Linked DNA regions of Mus musculus: all the other regions are linked to region 4. A link is a contact called in public HiChIP or PLAC-seq and promoter capture Hi-C data. All regions are on one chromosome and are shown on one strand. Each heading gives the region's core, a stretch centred on a gene start, on an enhancer-like site or on the middle of the called end of the contact. The rest is flanking DNA. Distances are from core to core; before and after follow the strand shown. Region 1 holds the start of Kdm4b (lysine (K)-specific demethylase 4B). Region 2 holds the start of Dpp9 (dipeptidylpeptidase 9). Region 3 holds the start of Fem1a (fem 1 homolog a). Region 4 holds the start of Alkbh7 (alkB homolog 7).

Evidence for each region. HiChIP or PLAC-seq counts read pairs in DNA pulled down with a chosen protein or histone mark. Capture Hi-C pulls out chosen DNA fragments and counts their contacts.
Region 1: a contact with region 4 is called in a promoter capture Hi-C map of liver, with 2.1 times the contacts expected there. The contact joins the promoter of Kdm4b here to the promoter of Alkbh7 in region 4. A contact is called at or near these places in 1 of 39 promoter capture datasets (liver), 2 of 115 datasets of contacts at active chromatin or transcription factors (both in embryonic stem cells) and 2 of 9 other capture datasets (adipose tissue and liver).
Region 2: a contact with region 4 is called in a FOXA1 HiChIP or PLAC-seq map of pancreatic cancer cells. The contact joins the promoter of Dpp9 here to the promoter of Alkbh7 in region 4. A contact is called at or near these places in 1 of 39 promoter capture datasets (embryonic stem cells) and 1 of 115 datasets of contacts at active chromatin or transcription factors (pancreatic cancer cells).
Region 3: a FOXA1 HiChIP or PLAC-seq map of pancreatic cancer cells shows a contact between it and region 4. The contact joins the promoter of Fem1a here to the promoter of Alkbh7 in region 4. A contact is called at or near these places in 2 of 39 promoter capture datasets (hematopoietic stem and progenitor cells and liver), 1 of 484 Hi-C or Micro-C datasets (rod photoreceptor), 3 of 115 datasets of contacts at active chromatin or transcription factors (astrocytes, embryonic stem cells and pancreatic cancer cells) and 1 of 9 other capture datasets (pancreatic islet).

Annotation. Positions count from the first base shown.
Region 1 is chr17:56,324,659-56,327,358 of GRCm38.p6, reverse strand. Kdm4b (lysine (K)-specific demethylase 4B) reads right to left here and starts at 1,309. Exons shown (of 23, transcript NM_172132.3): 1 at 1,130-1,309.
Region 2 is chr17:56,217,614-56,220,313 of GRCm38.p6, reverse strand. It overlaps Dpp9 (dipeptidylpeptidase 9), which reads left to right and starts at 1,425. Exons shown (of 21, transcript NM_172624.3): 1 at 1,425-1,573.
Region 3 is chr17:56,255,502-56,258,201 of GRCm38.p6, reverse strand. It overlaps Fem1a (fem 1 homolog a), which reads right to left and starts at 1,409. Exons shown (of 1, transcript NM_010192.4): 1 at 1-1,409. The coding sequence starts at 1,293.
Region 4 is chr17:56,996,056-56,998,755 of GRCm38.p6, reverse strand. Alkbh7 (alkB homolog 7) reads right to left here and starts at 1,417. Exons shown (of 4, transcript NM_025538.3): 1 at 1,189-1,417; 2 at 194-367; 3 at 1-85. The coding sequence starts at 1,392. It overlaps Clpp (caseinolytic mitochondrial matrix peptidase proteolytic subunit), which reads right to left. Exons shown (of 6, transcript NM_017393.2): 6 at 2,385-2,700.

The DNA of each region.
Region 1 (2,700 bases), core at 60-2,559, 670 kb after region 4:
CAACCAAGATCCTCAGCGCCTATGAAGGTGCTGGCACCAGGCTGCAGGCTGAGCAAATCCCACTTGGTTACAGGGAAAGATACACTCTTTCTTTTTGCTTTTTGAAACATACCGGATCCATCCTCTCCATAGTTGAAAAAAACTAGCAACTACTCCGGCAAGACACTTCCCCAGGTGTTAATTATTAAAGCGATGCCATCCTCCGCCCCGCCCCCCCCCCTTTCAGACAGATGGGACAAGGAACCGCGATGCCCGAACCGTAATGGCCAAACCGCACCAGTTACAGCATCAAATCTGCAAACCTGGAATCCCTTATACTCTCAGCTGGCTGACCGAAACCCCTAACAGAACCCCCAAAACCCCCCAGGATATGGCAGTAGGAAAGCCACCCCCAGCTGTCCCCAGCTTTGCCAAGCTTCCCTGTCTGCCGGGATGCCCTGGACTAGTGTGCACGCGGAAAACTGCACATTTCATGGCTTACAGAAAGAAGGGAGCTGGAAAGCAAAGAGACCAGGGTACAGAAGCGAGGTGGAAAGGCTGCCATTGCAATAGCAGATACGTGTACTATTTATTTTCATTTTTAAAATGCAGATTATATGGTGATTTACAGATTCTGGACATGCGGGGGTCAAGTTTGCAAGGCCATGATGGGTGAGTGTTTGGAGGGGACAGCTCCAAACCAAAGGGAACCAAAATGCAAGCGGCGGGGAGCAGGGACTTGGAGTGGGTTTTTTATTTTTAAGGATTTGGGGTTGTTGAAGGGATGGCTGGACCGGGCCACCCACGCTGTCATCTTTTGTGCCCTGGAAAGGGGACGCGGCGCCCCGCCCCCGCCCCGCCTTTGTCCGGCCCCATCGTCAACCCCCCCCACCCACCCCCAAAAAAACACACCCTCCTTTCCCAGGCACACAATCGTTTTGTCGATCAACAAACAGCAGCTTCGCCCGAACGGACAAAAGCGCGGCGTACTCCGCCGCCCTGAGGAGCCGAGTAGGCCGCAGCCAAAGCCTCGGCCTGGAGTGCGCGCGGCGGCCCAAGGTGCGGCGTGGGGGCAGGCATGGCGGCCGCGCGGCCCCCCAAAGGGGCCTGGAAGCTGCTGAGCGCCGCCACGGATCGCACACTCACTCACCTGGCGCAACGCGCGGCCCGGGCCGCAGACAGCAGGCTGAGCGGCGCGTGCCCGGCCGTCTCGCGTCGCCCCCGCCGGCCCTCACTCGCTCGCCCCGGCCACTGGGCTCCGAGCTTCGCCCGGTCTCTTTGCTCCTTCGATGGTTCGCTCGCTCGCGGCCGAGCCCTCAGCAAGAGCCCGGGGCGGGGAGGCGAAGCTTCAGAGGGGCGGGGCGACGGCTCCTACTCGGCCGCCATTGGGCATTCAGCCCACGCCCGCACGCTGATTGGTGGCGGCTGACAGCTCCACCCCTCCCCTCATCAACACCGAGCGGCCCCGCCCTCCGCGACCTGGGGCGGGAGCAGGCACTCGATTTCTTCCCTTCATTGGTCCAACCCCGAGGACGTGCCGGCACCCACTCACGTGCCTAGTGACCGGCTCAGCTTTCAGTGGGTACGAAGCATGCCCGTCAAGATGCACACAGCCAATCCGGCTGCGGTCGGGTGTAGGATAGCCCCGAGCTCACGCAGATTGACAAGCGCGTTCTCAGACTTTACTGAGACAAACGCGGATTGGTGTTTGGTACCGGTCTCTGGGTGCCGAATGGTTGCGACTGAATGTCAATCGCTGTCTTGCTGCTCCAGACTCCACCCTGTGATCGGGCGGCTGCTGAGTACGTGATTTCCTGCACAACATCAGCTCTGGGTCCGGAGACAGTGGTTCGAAACCCAGTAGTTCTAGATCTAGAGTCAGAATTTGAGCCCAGCTTTGCAAAAGGCCGAACTAGGGTAAGAGGATCTCAAAAGCGTTCCATATTGCCCTCCCCAAACGTTCATGAGTTCCCTAAAACGTGCGCGACTTGGTCCACCCCACCCCCCACCTTGAACTGATAGCTGTACCCATGGAAAGCGTTGCAATAACTCAGTGGAAGAGGATTCAATTATCTACTTCTCAAAATGTCCTAGGTCCTACTCTCTAGCTCAGCGTATTGCAAATTGGAGGCCTGGGCACCCAAATTCCAGCTACAGGTGTCCAAGCCCCTGCTCCACACAATTGTTTCCATCTCTTCATTGTGCGATGTGAAGGGAACAGCATCACCACACCAGTCACCCTGCACTCAAGAGCATTTAGTTAAGGTCTGATATCATCCCCATCAATATGCATTTATAATTTTAAATTTTTATTATTTTGTATATATGTGTGGTATATACCTCTACAGGTCAGAGGGCAACTCTGGAGTTTGTCATCTGGGTTGTTAGGCTTCACTGCAAGCTCTTTTATCCAGAGCCTGCTTTGCAAACTACCATTACGGCTTCTATACTTGAGCAAGCAGAGGTGACAACATTCCTGTTTTATGGGGTAGACTAGAAATCCTTCTACTTTAATATCTAACATCTGGAAAGTACCCTCCTTAGAGCAGGTTCTTTGTGCACCCAAGATATTTGTTCTACCCCCCTAGTCTGTTGCTAATTCACTAACTCTCAAGGTTACACATAAATTATTCCAAGCTAGACGAGTCTTGAATTGTTTCCATTGCTCTTCATTGTGCAATGTAAAGAGAACAGCCATCACCCACGCCAGTCACCATGTAC
Region 2 (2,700 bases), core at 176-2,675, 780 kb after region 4:
CATCACATAAGTTCATCTTCAAGTTCAAGCAGATGCTGGGGCTTAGGCTCAGTCCCAATCCCCAGCTTCTCATTAACCAGGCATGGTGGTGTACAGTCACCCCAGCACTGGGGAGGAAGAGGCAGGAGTTCAAGATAAATTTTAGCTACATGAGACTCTTCCCCAAAATGGGTGTGAAAAGAAAGGGGTCAGGAGAGAGAAGAGGATGGCTGGAACTGGGGAAGACCAGGAGAGCCGCCAGGCCCTCAGCCACGTCCTGTAATTGTGTAACAAATGGTGTCTCCAGGGAGGGTTCCTGGAAAGGGAACAGGGTTGCAACATCATGTTAAAAATGTAGCTCTCAGGATTTCCGGTCAAAAAGTTAACTAGCTAGGAAGCTAAGTGGGGACACTTCAACAACAATGGAGGATGCTCACTAAATGTCACTCACCAAACAATGGATGCCCTTCTGCAGGAACCCTGTTAGGATAACTTTTGGGGAGTGTGTCTTTATTTACAAAAGCTCTTTAGAGGCTTGAGAGAGGTGGCTCTGCGAGGAGGGGAGTCCATGTCCCAGCACTCATGTGGCCTTAACTCCAGTTACAAGAAATCCATTGTGGGTCTGGAGAGATGGCTCAGTGGTTAAGAGCACTGACTGCTCTTCTGAAGGTCCTGAGTTCAAATCCCAGCAACCACATGGTGGCTCACAACCACCTTTAATGAGATCTGACGCCCTCGAATCTGAAGACTGCTACAGTGTACTTAGGTGTACTTAGATATAATAATAAATTTAAAAAAATTAAAAGGAAAGAAACCCATTGTCCTCTTCTGTCACACTCGCGTGGCTCAGACACAATGCACAGATAAGAAGTAAAACATGAGCCGGGCGTGGTGGCGCACACCTTTAATGCAGAGGCAGGTGGCAGAGGCAGGCGGATTTCTGAGTTCGAGGCCAGCCTGGTCTACAGAGTGAGTTCCAGGACAGCCAGGGCTATACTGAGAAACCCCGTCTCGAAAAACAAAAAACAAAGTAAAACATGGTGTGGGCGAGATCTAGACAGAGCAGGCAGATCTTAGAGTTCAAAGCTAGCCTGATTAAGTGGAGAGTTTCCGAGCGCTGGGATGAGCGGCGTAAGCAATCTGGGACTAGAACCCGGGGCCACCTTTTGGAAGGCAGCTTTCCTAACCACTATTCTACCAATATCTCAGCTTTCTTAGATATTTTTAATAGGTCACTGCAGGGTCGAGCTGGCCAGCAGAACTGGAGCAGGGGTGTCCATCCCGCAGTCCTCTCCCAGACAGCAAGGGGCCACCAGCCTTGCCTTCAGCCCTAAGACGCTCCTGAGCATTGTCCCCTAGAGTTTCACGGACGTTGGTTCTGCCCTGACGTTACCCAATCAAAAGCCTCTGCTTCTGCAGCTCAACTTCCGGGTCAAAGGAGGCGCAGCTGGCGGGTCCCCCCGGTGTCCGCCGCCTTCGCTGTCCCCCCGCGCCCGCCACTTCCGGGCCCTCGTCTTGGGCATGGAGCGTCGCGTGTGAGGCGCCGCCGGCCCCGGGGACGCCCTGCTCAGCTTGTCCTCCGCGCCACGCTCGGGTGAGCAGCGTCCGGCCCCGGCTCGCCGCCTCCCGCCCCGGCCGGCGCCGTCCGCCCGCCTCGGCGCCGCGCGCCCTGTCCTCGTCGTCCCCGCCGCTCTGGTCGCCGCGCTTCGCCGGTTCCGGGCCGCGCCCAAGAGCTGCTGCCGCACCGCTGCGGAGACGCAGCCGCCAGCTTCATCGCAGAGCGCGGCTCAGCCCGGCGTCCGCGCAGCCTCCGCCAGCCTCCGCCAGCCTCGTCTCTGCCAAACCCTCCCTCCCGGCCTCATCCTTCCCAACCTGATCCCCTCAAGCCTCATCCTCTTCCATCTTGATCTTCTAAAGCCGGATCCCCGCAAGCCTGATTCCCCTCCCAGCTTGATCCCTCAAGCCTGATCCCCAAAACTTGATCCGTCCAACTTGTTCCCTCAAGGCCTGATAGTCCAGGTTGACCCTCCTCTCAAACCTGAAATCCTAAAGCTTCATACCCCAAAGCTTGAAACCCGCAGCATGAACCTCTCCAAATGACCCTACCAGCCTGACTCTTCCAAGACTGGTCACTCCCCAAGCCTGATCCTTCACTCAGCCCTTATCCTCTGCCTCAGTTTCCACATTGTCGCATGCCAAGCTTGATACCCTCCCAGACTAAAATCATATCCTCTGTCTCATCCCTTTCCTCCCCGGATTAGCTTGAACCCCCTCAGCTTCCAGCATTCATTCCCTGCATCTTGAGCCCCACCCTTAGGATCTCGGCCTTAGGCCCATCCATCCCCTCCCCATCCACGATTTTGCCCAGCCTTTGACCTCAGCGGCCTTTTTGCTGCCTGTTACCCAGGCTCCCTCGGGAGCCCCCAGGGCAATCACCAACCTGCTTTCGAAGAGTTGGGACTGGTGCCCAGGAGGTGTGGACCACAGTCGCCAGTTCCCTGCTGGGTCCCAGGGAGACCGCACACTGAGGGACACGTCTCTTCCAAGTACAACCCAGGGCATGTTGGCAGCCCCGAGGGGCTGGGAGGCTCAGTTAGAGTCGAACCAGGTAGATAGGGTTAGGCACAGGCGGAGACTCCCGCCCGCATGGAAAGTGAGTGAGAAGAAGCCACACACATCACCGGCCCCTCCATCTTCACCGGCCCCTTCATCCTCACTGGT
Region 3 (2,700 bases), core at 160-2,659, 740 kb after region 4:
CAGCACGTAGGAGAAGAGCTCTGCAAACGACAGGAAGCTGCTGGCGGTCATGGGGCTCAGGGGCTCCAAGTTGTTTTGTTGCATGTCCAAGGCATACTTCCACAGACGGATACAGCGCTCGAAATTCCCGGAGTCCGCATAGACAGCACCCCGGTACCGTATGTAGTATGAAGTGTCAGGATGTGAGGGGCCCAAGATTCTCTCCCGTATCAGCAGCGCCTGCATCCGCATTTCATCAGGATCTGTAATGAGGGCTTCCAACTCTTGGGGTGTAGTCACCTCCCTGGAATAGTCATAGGCCAGAACCAGTTGCTGGGGCTCCGGCTTAGGGAGGTAGCCTCCACCCTGGTGACGGAGTTCCATCGCCCTTCTCCAGTGCTTCAGGGCTCCAAGCAGATCCCTTTTCTTATCCACGTAGGTGGCACCCAGCAGCTCCAAAGCTTCCACAGCTGCTTCCCGGCTGGTAGGGCAGCAGCTCTCATACGGTTCTGCTTCTTCTGGGGTGGAGCAGTGGTTTCCTGCCACCTGGGAGGAGCCTTCCCCGGGAAGCTCTGTCCCTGAGAGCTGCTCGTGGCCCGGCTGTTCCTGGATGAGGTACTCCACGATGTTGGTGTGCCCGGTGACGCTGGCGGCCAGCAGCGGGGTCATGCCATAGCCGTCGCGCTCCATGCGCGCGTGGCAGCCCAGCAGCAGCTGTAGGATCTCCAGGCTGCCAGATTCTGCACAGTCGTGCAGGGCGGTGTTGCCCTTGGCGCTGCGCCGGTTCACCTGTGCGCCGCGCTCCAGCAGGTAGCGCGCGATCTCGCGGTGGCCCTTGTAGCAGGAGATCATAAGGCACGTGTGGCCGTGGCGATTGGCCACCTCCAGGTCCGCCTTGTGCTCGCCCACCAGGTAGCGTACCACGTCCAGGTGGCCGTCGAAGCAGGCGGCGCGCAGCGGCGTGGAGTTGGTGCGCGTGGTGCGGTTGACCGAGGCGCCTCGGCGCAGAAGGCTACGCACCACGGCCAGGTGACCCGCGGCCGACGCTGCCCAGAGCGGCGGCGCGCCCTCGATGGTCTCGCCATCGAAGTGCACGGAGCCGCTCGCCTCCACGCTGGCGCCGCAGTGGTCCACCAGATACTCCACCACGTCTAGGTGTCCACGGCGCGCTGCGATTAGCAGTGGCGTGCCACCGCCGGCCACCTCACCCAGCAGCTCCTCCAGCTCCTCACGCCCACGGCCGGCCAGCAGCTTCTGCAGCAGCGGCAGCTTGCCGTCGTGCGCCGCATTGTACACCGCTGTGTGCAGATCCATGCTGGAAGCCTCGCTGCTGGATCTAGCCGGGCCGCCGGTCGCCAGAGACAACCTTCACCTTCTCCCGGGCTGTCATCTTAGCGGGTCTCCGGGAGGAATAAAATGGCCGCCGCGAAGGGGCGAGGACAGAGTGTGCACAGGCATGCTGGGAAATGGAGTCCTATGAGCGATCGCCCGCCGAATGATACTGGAATCAGAAAAGCGAAAAAACTACATTTCCCGAAAGGGATAGGGGGGAACCGGTGACAGGACGGCAATTTCCGCCAAGCAAGGCCAATGGTTAGTGCGATCCTTGGGAAATGTGGTGACATACTTCCTGGTATTGACTCTAAGGCGGAGATTGCCGGCAGCATGTTCTCACTCAGTTCCCAAAAGGACGTCTCTCAAAAGGGTCTCAGTTTTCAATTCCTACCATGCAAGTCTATAAAGTTGTATGTGACCCTGAGTATTTGATGACATACTTCCGGTTACTGTCACTGACACAGACTCTAGACAGGGCAAGAAGTCCGAGCTTTAGCTCGAAGAATACTGGGCGAGGTACCATTGAAAGACTACAGTTCCCATCATGGAAATACACCATGTTTTGAGGGGCTCTGAGCAGCTTGGCCAGGTGATAATGTGCATTCTGTCATTCATGTCAGAATCCACAGGAAAACATGAAGTGGGGGAAAAAGGAATTCGCTTCCCACAGCGCCGTGGGGCACCCGCGAGACGAAATGTAAATAAAAAGCCTCCCTTCGTATCGGGCAAGGCTCGGCGGCCCTTGCGGACGACCCAGGGTAGCGTGGTGCTGTACTTCCGGTTTTCGAGGTCGCGCAGGCAGGAAATGAATGGGCCTCCGCCTCCTTTGCGGACTACATTTCCCAGCGGGCAACAAAGGCAACTCCCAGCCAATCCGGAGCGAGGTGGAAGGCGAAGGGCTTCTACGAAAGGCTTGCTGACCAGCAGGGGGCGCGCGCCGAGTGTAAGATCTTGAGCTGGCAGCGCACCCCAACTCGCCTTTAGCTATTTGCAGAAATGTTAGGCAGTCTCGATTTTCACGTTAGCTTTTCTTTTTCTTTCTTTCTTCTTTTTTTAAGGAGCCACATGCGGGGCTAGAGAGATGGCTCAGTGGTCAAGAGCACTGACTACTTATCCAAAGGACTCTGGTTCAATTCCCAGCACCCACATGGTAGCTCCCAACTGGTCTGTAATTCCAGTTCAAGGGATCTTACACTAATGCACATAAAATAAAATTAAATAAATAAAAAATTTAAAGGCCACATGCTTTCCCTCCATCCGCCAAGGCCAGCAGAGGGCGTCGGGATCTTTGCCGCTGGAGTTACTGGTGGTGTGCGCATCCCTATGGTTGAGAGTCACAGCTGAACCACTGCTCCAGTTCCTCAAGGTCTTTTTAAAGATCAGTTT
Region 4 (2,700 bases), core at 168-2,667:
GCCACTGCTCAGGTTCCTGTGTATGCACCAGCTTCATAACACTTGGAGACAACAGGGAAAGGCCAGCAATGGTAGATCCACAGAACTGGAAAAGGGGTATGTATGCTGTGTATATTGGGGTGTCAGGCTTAGTTCTGCCCCCCTGTCCACCGACAACCTAGCTAGGAGTTCTGATGGAATGCCTTCTGCCCACCTTGACACTGTCAACATGAGGCTTGATGTAGCCCCGAGGTTCCAGGTCCAACACATGTACTGGGGATAGCAGGCTCTGGTCAGGACCAAATGCAGCCGCCCGAACCCGCTGCAGGATGACCTGGCTTGCATCAGACCAGCAGGATTTCTCTGTCTCCCTGAAGCCATGGATGGCCTGAATAGAGAGCTCAAGTCATAACTGGGAACTCCCAGGACAGGAAAATGAGGTACCGAGGGGTGCAGTACAGGGCAGGCAGTCTTTCCAACTTTAGCTCATTATCAGTGAGGTTTCAACCACGCATCTGGTCTTCACGTTTCGTTTCCCAGTGGTCCCTGGTGCTGGCCACCCTAATATTCAGTATCTCGGTCTCCTGTCTCTATTTGATCCCACTCAAGTCCCTAGTGAAACTCCCAACTGCTGGCACTCCCTCTCCCAAGTCTGCTTTTTATTTCTAATCTTGTCACCAATGCCCCTGAAGTGTTCCAGAACTTCATGTCTGAAGTGACATCTTTGTCCTCACTACGCATTCCTTGGTGCCCACCAAAACCCTCCCTTCTGATTCCAGGCCCAGCCCCACACTACAGCCCCTGTTCTTAGTAAAGCCCAGCAGTGATTTGCCCCCACTGTAATACTGCGCTGCTCTGAGCTCAACGTTGCCAGTTCACCTTCTCCGGCTCTGGTCCCTTCCCCTGCTCTAAGTACCATCCACAAGCCCGCAGCAGCAGGCCTTCCCCTGGACTCAGCTCTGGCATCAAGATCAGCCCCATTCCCACAAGACCTCCTGACCAACTGTCACTCATCGAATTGCCCAGCACCCGCCATGTCCCACACCAGAGAAACTTGGTCCCACCCGAACCTACATCGGGGACTGCCCAAAACACACTGTCCCCAACCTGGCCAAGCAAGCCTAGCTCTTCACTCTACCCCTCCGAGGACCCCGCCCCCTCACTATGTCCCAGTGGGCGTCCCCTTAGCTCGCCGCTCCGCCCACTCACCGCGTCCCAGTGGTCGTACTCGTAGCGCCGGCGCCGCAGCTGGGGCTCCAGTTCGCGTGTTAGCGTGTCCTCCTCCTCCTGGCTCAGGAAGCCTGGATGCACCACGGCCTCATCACGCAGGCGGCCCAGCACGGCAGAGTCTGAGCCGCGCACCCAGGCGCACCCAGAAAGCAACCGCATCGCTAGCCTCCTGCTGCCCGCCATCTTCAGGGATTGACCACAGCAGGCTGAGCCACACCCCCGCAAGCTATTGGCTGACACCGCACCACGCCCATCAGCTACTGGCTCTATTAGCTGTGCTTTAAGTCAGTCTACCGCTTGTCCCGCCTCTCGGCCCTGAGCAAGGTCTCAAGCAGTAGGTGCAGAACTAGGGCGAACGGAGGCTGGAGGTCACGTGGGGGCAAAGCCAAGGTTAGAAGTTCAATCAGCCTAGCGCAAATTTAGCGCTTGTCAAACAGCACACCCTGGTGGAGAAAGGAGGATAACTAACTCCAAGGTCAGCCCTTGAGTTTGAGGCTAACCTGAATTTCAGATGTTGCCCACAAAATAGGACATCCAAACAAATAAGACCAAATAATACAACCCCCACCTCAAATGTTTTGTGTTAAATCTAAAAAGAGTCTACTTCCTTCCACACTAATAAACTGGGCCTAGGAAAATGGCTCAGCACTTGCTAAGAGTCTTTGGTTTGACCTCAGGACCCCCAAACATGGTGCAAGCAGAAAAAGCAACTCCTGCATTTGCGACCCTCTGACCTCCATAGGGTCATGTGGCACCTGCCTCCATCCCATAAACTGGGATCCTCTGCTTCTAGTTCTAGTAAAACTCCATAAACATGTCCTGACATTCTCTCTGGCTTCAGCTGGCTTTTGGAGCCTGCAACAAAATGCCAGGACTTTGTCACCTGGTGAGTCACCAGTGTCAGGTCTCATGGGTCTGAGGATCAACCCAAAGTTGGTGGTAGATTCTGGTAGACCCTCCACCCTAACTCTTAACTCTCTAAGGGGCCAAGCCCAGGATCGGCAGGTAAGAATGTACTCTTAAGTCCCAGCACCCACAGGGAAGCCCCAGGGGACCCAACATCCTCTTCTGGCCATGGGTACTGCACTCACCATGCACAAACCCACACATAACCAAAGATGTATGAAATCATATTTCTACCCACTGACTTTGGGGTAGTATATGGCTTAAGTCTGTTGAAGTCAGGTGTGGTGGTGTACACCTTTAATCCTAGCACTCAGGAGGTGAGGCAGGTGGGTACCTGAGTCTGAGGCTAGATTGGTTTAGTTCCAGGAGAGCCAGGGTTTGCTTACTGAAGTGGTTTGTCAAGGTGAAGGAGGCCTGCTGTCTTGGAGAAGTAATGGAAGGTGCTTCAGACATGGGACAAAGACTACAAAGATTTAATTTAAATCACAGTGTCTCAGGCAGTCTGCCCTGCTCTGAGGGCAACCTCAATCCACATCTCCTCTAGGGGTTGTTCTTGGGCCCAGCAGAGGAAGTTTCAGTCTGGTC